2 separate regions of the Arachis hypogaea genome follow, and region 2 is linked to region 1. The links are chromatin contacts, called in public Hi-C maps. All regions are on one chromosome and are shown on one strand. Each heading gives the region's core, a stretch centred on a gene start, on an enhancer-like site or on the middle of the called end of the contact. The rest is flanking DNA. Distances are from core to core; before and after follow the strand shown.

Region 1 (3,771 bases), core at 449-2,948:
TACTTCATATCGGTGGGTTTGTCAAAACCCTTAGGGAGCTTTTCTCTCAAGATTCTCTCAGTAAAGGAAGTAGCTCCCATGATCACGTGGTCGTTTCTTGTGCGTTTGGCTTCTCGATGTCGTCGATTGTCGTCTATGTCGTGTCGATGACTCGGATCGCGAGAGACGCTGCGGTTGTGCCTCTTGCCGTGTTACCGTTTGGGCGACTTGTCGTGTCTTCTGCCACTTGCGCCGTGCTGGTGTCCTCAGTTGCGGGAGGCGCTGCGATCGTTTCTCCCGCTGTGTCGTCGTTCAGGTGACCTGCCATGTCTGGCTTCATGGCGGGATCTTGATCAGGAAGTCGCGTGGCTTCCGCTTTTGACGTGGTGTTTTTCCTTAGTTGGAACTTGTCCTTCGTGTTCTTGTACCCAGAGATAGAGATCTTGAATTATCTGGACTGCCTTTTCTCCCAGATTTTCAGTGACCAGTACTTCGGGGGCCATTTTCCTTGTTTTAAGCTGGGGTATTCTGGCGTATAGTGGTTGCTATCCTTGCATGAGGTGTAGCCTCTTTGTGATCGGGAGTTGGGTTCCTCGTTTGGGAGTTATCGTGGTGGCTTGGAGATTGCTCCTCGAAGACGTCCGCTATTCCGTCACGGTGTTGCAAGTCGCCACAGACGGCGCCAATGTACAAGATATGCCTGGTACGGGTTGAGAGATGGATCAGAAACTTGCGGGTCGAGGCGGATGCCAAATTATCTGACTGGAGCAATGGGGGTGGTACCTGCAAAGACACTCCGACGCCCAAGTTAGAATGAATCTAAGAGGTATAAGGTGTGAGGAATGAATGAATACCTAGAGAGACCTGGGTCCTCTATTTATAAGTGATGGTGAATATCTTATCTTATTTTATTTGGCTAAGATAAGGGAGACGTTTGAATTCGAAAGTTGATTAAGAGTTTCAGTGGGTCGGTTTCGGACCTTCTGTAGGCCCGATCCATAACAATATTAACTTTAATATAAAAAATTATTTTAACAAAATTCTCAAAAGAATTATTTACAATTTAATGTGAGGACTAAAAGAATATAACGATAAATTTAAATATATTTATTTATACATAACTATCACATATTTTCAAAATTCTAGTGTGGCAAGTGCCTCTCTCTTGATCACCTCGGTCCATCCATATATATCTTAATGCAGTAAAATTATTTTTTATTACAATAAATTTTTATATATTTATTTTTTAATGTTCATTTATTTTTAAAATGTAAAAATAGTAGTAAATCACAATACTAAACTTAAATCGAGATATCGCCATAACAATAACATGAGCAGAAGAAAATTTATTTTGAAAAACCTTTTTTTAGAGATTCCACCGCCTATAGTGCTATATATAAACTCTTAGATGAGATGAAGAAAAATATATGTTTTTATGAATAATGTTAGAGAATTAATTTTTTTAGTTATGTTTTTAATTATTTGATTTATTTTAAATTTTAAATTTTAAATTATAAACTTTTAATTCTTTAAATTTTAAATTATAAATCCTGCCTAAAAGAATTGATTAATGTTGGTTAATTAAAAATTAATTTTCTGTATTTTTCTATTTTTTAAAATCAATAGATAAATAAATGCAATGGTATCCACTGTTAACGTGGAAAGTATATATATCCATGGAGAATTGGACGGATATAACAAATCTCTAAGATGACCAAGATGACTCTAGCTAGCTAAAGGAATACAGAATAATTGCAAGCCAATCACGGCCTTCTTTTTAGATTAGATAATGGGGTGACGTAGCAGCTGATGTCATTGACCACTATTCTGTCGTGATCTCATGTTCGCATTCACGGTCACGTGCAAGATTTACAATGGTAATTATTCTGTCTCGTACCCCGCTTAATTATTAGAAGTATGGAACTCAAACCTTAGACTAGGGAGAGTTCTATTCGGATTCTTCGGGTGCTTTTTAAAATAACGTCGGCTCCACTTTTAATTTTGTTTTATGACTCATCTATATATAAGCTCTATGTTGCTAGATCTTCTTGGCTTTCGGTGTATTCAACGTTGAAGTCGGCGATGTATTTAATGTGTGGAAAACGATTCAATACAAAATTTATTGGCAAGTGTATTGGATCGCATTAAGTAGTAATTACTCACATGAGTGAGGTCGATCTCACAAGGATTGAAGAATTGAGCAATTTTAGTTAGGTGGTTAATTTAGTCAAGCAAACAAATATTAATTTGAGTGATTTCTATCGATCAGAAACTAAATTGTATGATATTTAAAGGGAGAGAGGGGATTGACAGTAAATTAAAGAGCAGAAGAAGTAAAAGAGATGAATCTTAAAGAACAAGTAATGTAAATGACTGAAACTTAGATTGCAAGAAATGTAAATGTCAGAATCTTAGAATGCAAGAAATGTAAAATTGCTGAAAGAGTAAAAAAGATATGGAAACATGGAATTTAAAGTTAAACAATAGAATGTAAATAGCAATCAATCAAAGAAGTAAAAGATCAATGGAAATGCAGCAGATCTCAAACATAAAATGAAAATTTCTTGAAGAAGCAATACAGAAAGTGAATTCAACTCAATTATGAAATCTAAAAGAGAAGTTGAAGATCTCAGAGGTTGAATGAGACTAGAAAACAAGTCTATATCTCAATTCCTTCCTTGATCCAACAGAGAGTAATTGCAGAAGAAATAGAGATGAGAGCAGTAAAGAAAACTTAGATCCAAATCACAATTCATTAAAATTATGCAGAAAGTAAACATAGAGAGATCTCAGATCAAGAATGAAACTGAATTCCTTTAATTCTCAATCCAAGATCCAAAACAAAGAGTGAAGAGTGTAGAAGTAAGAACAAAGAGAAAGAGAATTCAACTCTCAATCCCAATTCCCAAACCCAAAGCTAAAATCTAAAAATGAGCTCCCAAAAATGAAAAATGAAAAATGAAAAGTAAAAGTGTCAAAAAGGTCAAAAGAGTCCCTCTCTAAATCAAACTAACTTCTATTTATACACTTCCTATTTTTGAATTTTAGAATTTAGAGTAGGCCTTTCAAAATTGGTGAAGGATTCAATTAAATTTGATTTTTAGACCAGAAATGTGCCATGAGACACTCCCAACGCATGACTCGGTTGACAAGGAGAGCGCAACACTCCCGCTTGGTCTCAATTGTTGCGTCACAAGCCCCTTGGGCAGCCTCCTAGCGCTCGGTTAAGTAAAGGAGCGCAGCGCTCCATGGCCTTGCTTTTGGCATGCCAAATTGTTGCGTGACGAGCTCCTTGGCCGTGCGGTACACGAAATTGTAAATCACACTTTTCACAACTCCGCATAGCTGACCAGCAAGTGCACATGGTCGTCCAAGTAATACCTTACGTGAGTAAGGGTCGATCCCACGGAGATTGTCAGCTTGAAGCAAGCTATGTCATCTTGTAAATCTGAGTCAAGCGAATTCAAATGGTTATGAGGTTTTGATAATTAAAGAGAAATAAAACATAAAATAGGATAGAGATACTAATGCAATTCAATTATAGGAATTTCAGATAAGCGTATGGAGATGCTTTGTTCCCTCTGAGCCTCCGTTTTCCTATTGCCCTCATCCAATCATGCGTACTCCCTTCCATGGCAAGCTGTATGTTGGTGGATTACCGTTGTCAATGGCTACCATCTGTCCTCACAGTGAAAACATGTCCGCTACGGTTTTCCGCATGGCTAATCAGCTGTCAGTTCTCGATCGTGTCAGAATAAGATCCATTAATCCTTTTGCACACTGTCACTGCAC
Region 2 (3,771 bases), core at 853-3,352, 87 kb after region 1:
ACTGCCATAATTACCTCGAGCGAATACCCCATTATCATTTATTGCGAAAACAAAAAACGCGCCTTCATGTCTCCCGAAAATAATAAATACACATTATTTGCCAACCGTTAAAGGGTCCACTAACAAAGAAATCGGTACCATGTTGAGCTTAGGGGCTCGGATATAGGTAGAATAGGCATAACGTGGGAAATTTAGACAAAAGCTTAACTTGCTATCCAAACAATTCGAATCCAATGTTATACATCGGAACTACTAAGTCAAAGTCGGTTTAACCATACTAAAGAAAAAGGTCCGCAATACACCTTGGTACTGGTCGCGGGAATCTCAGAATCACATCAGTTGCATTTTTCAAAGATAAATACCTAACGCGAACGGCCTATACAAATACAACATACAAGTCACTAAACAGATCACTCCGAATCTAAGTTTTCTAATATTGAGATCGTAAATTGACTTAAGCATTGGAGTCCTTTTTGCAGATTCTCCAAATTGCTCGGACGAAAGAGAAACTTGTGGTATTGCACATAGGAGGAGAACATTGCTAGTGTTCTTCGTTTTGTGGATGACGCATACCTCAGAGTCTAGTTCTAGACCGGAACAATTAGAATTTGAGAAAGTATATGTAAACAATATAAATATTGAACAACGTGGACAACAATTTAAAAAATTAAATTAATTATTAAAATTAGATTCTCAATTTATTAGAATAATCAATTTAAATTTAAATTATTAGCGTTAGGCAATATATCCTCCTCTTAATATATCATTACATCACGATCCCGTTCCATCTCAACCCTCTTCCACTCCTCTATTCACACCGTCGTTCATTCCGGTCCTCTCCTCTGCCATTCAGCCCGACGCTCCTCCACCTCCACAGGTCAGCCGGATATGCCTCCCTCTATCTCAGCCCAACATGCCTCCCATCCACCACCCATCCACTGCTGCTGCTGTTTTCGCGCCACTCTTCATTCTCCTTCTACGTGTTCAGAAAAGGTTGTATAGTTTTACCCTTTCAATCATTTCTTCTTCTTCTTCATCCAATCCTTCATCCTCATCGGTTGAAGGAGTAGCAACAGTGTTAGTAATTGCGTGATTTTCTACATCAATCACCACTTAAGCCAGTGATTGCATAGTTTTCACTTGAGTCACTGGAGGAGAACCTTCATCATTACCAGTGGCCGTCACCAGTAGTTGTCGAACTATTGAAGGAGTAGCAGTAGTGCTAGTCGTTGTGTCTTTCACTACGGCCTTTCATTGAAGCTACTTCAATGGCTAGTTCATGATGGTCATTTTAGTAGGTATACATATGGTTATTTTAATTCTTATGTAGATGGTAATTTGATTGGATTGGGTTTAGTTATATACAATAAAAATATGTTGGATGTTCAATTCATTAGGTATGCAGATGATTATTTTTATCCTTAAGTGGATGGTTATTTTTATTAGCCGTGAGTGACATTGTTGACGGTATGTGACAAGCCAATTAAGCAATGACGGTAAAGAGGAGCCTAGCGACGCTGTTCGTTTCCAATCTGGAGAAAAGCGATGCTAATAAGGATCTTTATTGATGAACTAGTGGTGGTGAGGAGAATTCCAGCAGCGATAATGGAGGCTGGTTGACGACCAAGCAACGACATCGATAATAGAAGATTTAGAAAAGAAATGAGTACTTTAGTAAATTATGATATAATAGTTAAAATTTTTGAAGGAACGAGTAATTGCCTGAGACATTGGAGTTTTGTTCAATTTCGTTGTACCCAAAATCATAGAGACGGCAAAATCTGAACCAGTGGATTCATTTGAAAAGAGAATTTGGCCTTCCATTCGGTCCTCCCCACTTTTCCACTGATTCAGTCTCATCATCTATCTCTCAATATAAGCTTTATTTAGATGATTCATATATACATATATACATATGATAGGAACATGCTGGAATAATACCATGCCTATATATAAAAAGGACAATGACATGTTAAAAAAACGAAATTAAAGAAATAAAATTAATTAAGAGTGAGTATAAGTTCTATTATAAATAAAAAGTTAAAGCAATTGTTTTTCTTCTATTGGTAATCAAGGAGCACCGCGTAGAGTGCATGTCGTTTTCTAAGCTCATATAATTGTACTAACTACTTATCTCTCAAGCGCGCACACACATACAAAGAGAAGATGGATGTTTCTGTCAAAAAATATGCGAAAAAGAAATCATTTTTCCCGGGTATCATAGACACCCAACTTACTTAAAATCCTTCAACGACCGGTATTTCAAAGTCAAAAACTCATCATAATTTATTCCGTGTGCAACTTTTTCTTTTCTTTTTTTCTATTTCTAATCCAATTTATCCCACACACGGATATGCATATATATATATATATATATATATAGAGGGAGAGAGAGGATTCCGCATAAGCTTACAATAAACCATAAGAATAATAATCCAAATAACACCACTTATTAGAAATACAAAACAATGGTGGTGGCTTCTTCTTCTTCATCCGAGTTCCCTAAAGGTGGGTGGAGGGCAATAATGTCATTCACTCACCAAGTAATCAAGGGCCGTTGGTTCATGGTATTCGCCTCACTTCTAATCATGGCCGTTGCGGGTGCAACTTACATGTTCGGCTTGTACTCCAACGACATCAAAACCTCCCTAGGATATGACCAATCTACCCTCAACATGCTAAGCTTCTTCAAAGACCTTGGCGCCAATGTTGGCGTGCTCTCGGGACTAATCAATGAGATTACTCCCCCTTGGGTTGTTCTCTCCATCGGCGCAATCATGAACCTCTTTGGTTACCTCATGATCTGGCTCTCAGTAACTAACCGAATTCCCAGACCGCAGATCTGGCAGATGTGCCTGTACATTTGCATTGGTGCCAACTCGCAGTCTTTTGCGAACACCGGGGCGTTAGTCACGTGCGTCAAGAACTTCCCCGGTAGCCGCGGAAGCATACTAGGCCTTCTCAAAGGCTATGTTGGTTTAAGTGGCGCCATTATCACGCAGCTCTACCATGCTTTCTATGGTGAGGATTCCAAGTCTCTTATCTTACTTATAGGTTGGTTACCGGCTGCGGTTTCCATCATTTTCCTACCCACTATTAGGATCTTGAAACTTGACGCGGTTCAACAGAAAAAGGAGCTCAAAGTCTTTAACAATCTTTTGTATATTTCTCTTGGTTTAGCTGCTTTTCTTATGGTGCTTATCATAGTACAAAACAAGCTTAGTTTTACCACCGTCGAGGACGTGGTGGATGGCTTGGTAATTGTTTTGTTGCTTCTTCTTCCTCTTGCTATTGTGTTTAGAGAGGAATTCAACAACTTTAGAGCCAGGACTGCCGAAGTTCAACCTTCGAGCATAAATTACAAATCTGAAGAAACAGCAGCAGTAGAATCCGATCCCAGTGTCGGTGTTAATATTGTTAATACTAACACTAACACTAATACTGACACTAATTCTGCTGATTCTAAATCCGCTTCTTGTTGGAGCACCGCGTTCAAGCCTCCGAGCAGGGGGGAGGACTATACCATCTTACAAGCCTTGTTTAGCATTGACATGATGATTCTATTCATTGCAACCACGTTTGGTGTGGGTGGAACCTTAACCGCCATTGACAACTTGGGACAGATTGGGAACTCTCTAGGGTACCCTAAAAAGAGCACCACAACGTTTGTATCGCTAGTTAGCATATGGAACTACCTCGGGCGCGTTGCTTCCGGCTTTGCGTCGGAGATTCTCTTGAAGAAGTACAGATTCCCTCGCCCTTTGATGCTCT

What was found. Hi-C and Micro-C count contacts between places; a contact is called where the count stands out from the background.
Region 2: a Hi-C map of leaf shows a contact between it and region 1, with 2.5 times the contacts expected there. The contact joins the promoter of LOC112696580 here to the enhancer-like site in region 1. A contact is called at or near these places in 2 of 8 Hi-C or Micro-C datasets (both in leaf).

The regions. Positions count from the first base shown.
Region 1 is chr6:45,697,538-45,701,308 of arahy.Tifrunner.gnm2.J5K5, forward strand. No RefSeq gene overlaps it. Among protein-coding and RNA genes, the nearest start is that of LOC114924148, 3.6 kb to the left of the region's middle. Within about 2 kb of position 1,699, at least 3 of the 3 cell types and tissues checked have open chromatin away from gene starts, as enhancers often do.
Region 2 is chr6:45,784,478-45,788,248 of arahy.Tifrunner.gnm2.J5K5, forward strand. It overlaps LOC112696580 (protein NUCLEAR FUSION DEFECTIVE 4), which reads left to right and starts at 2,103. Exons shown (of 1, transcript XM_025749402.2): 1 at 2,103-3,771. The coding sequence starts at 2,469.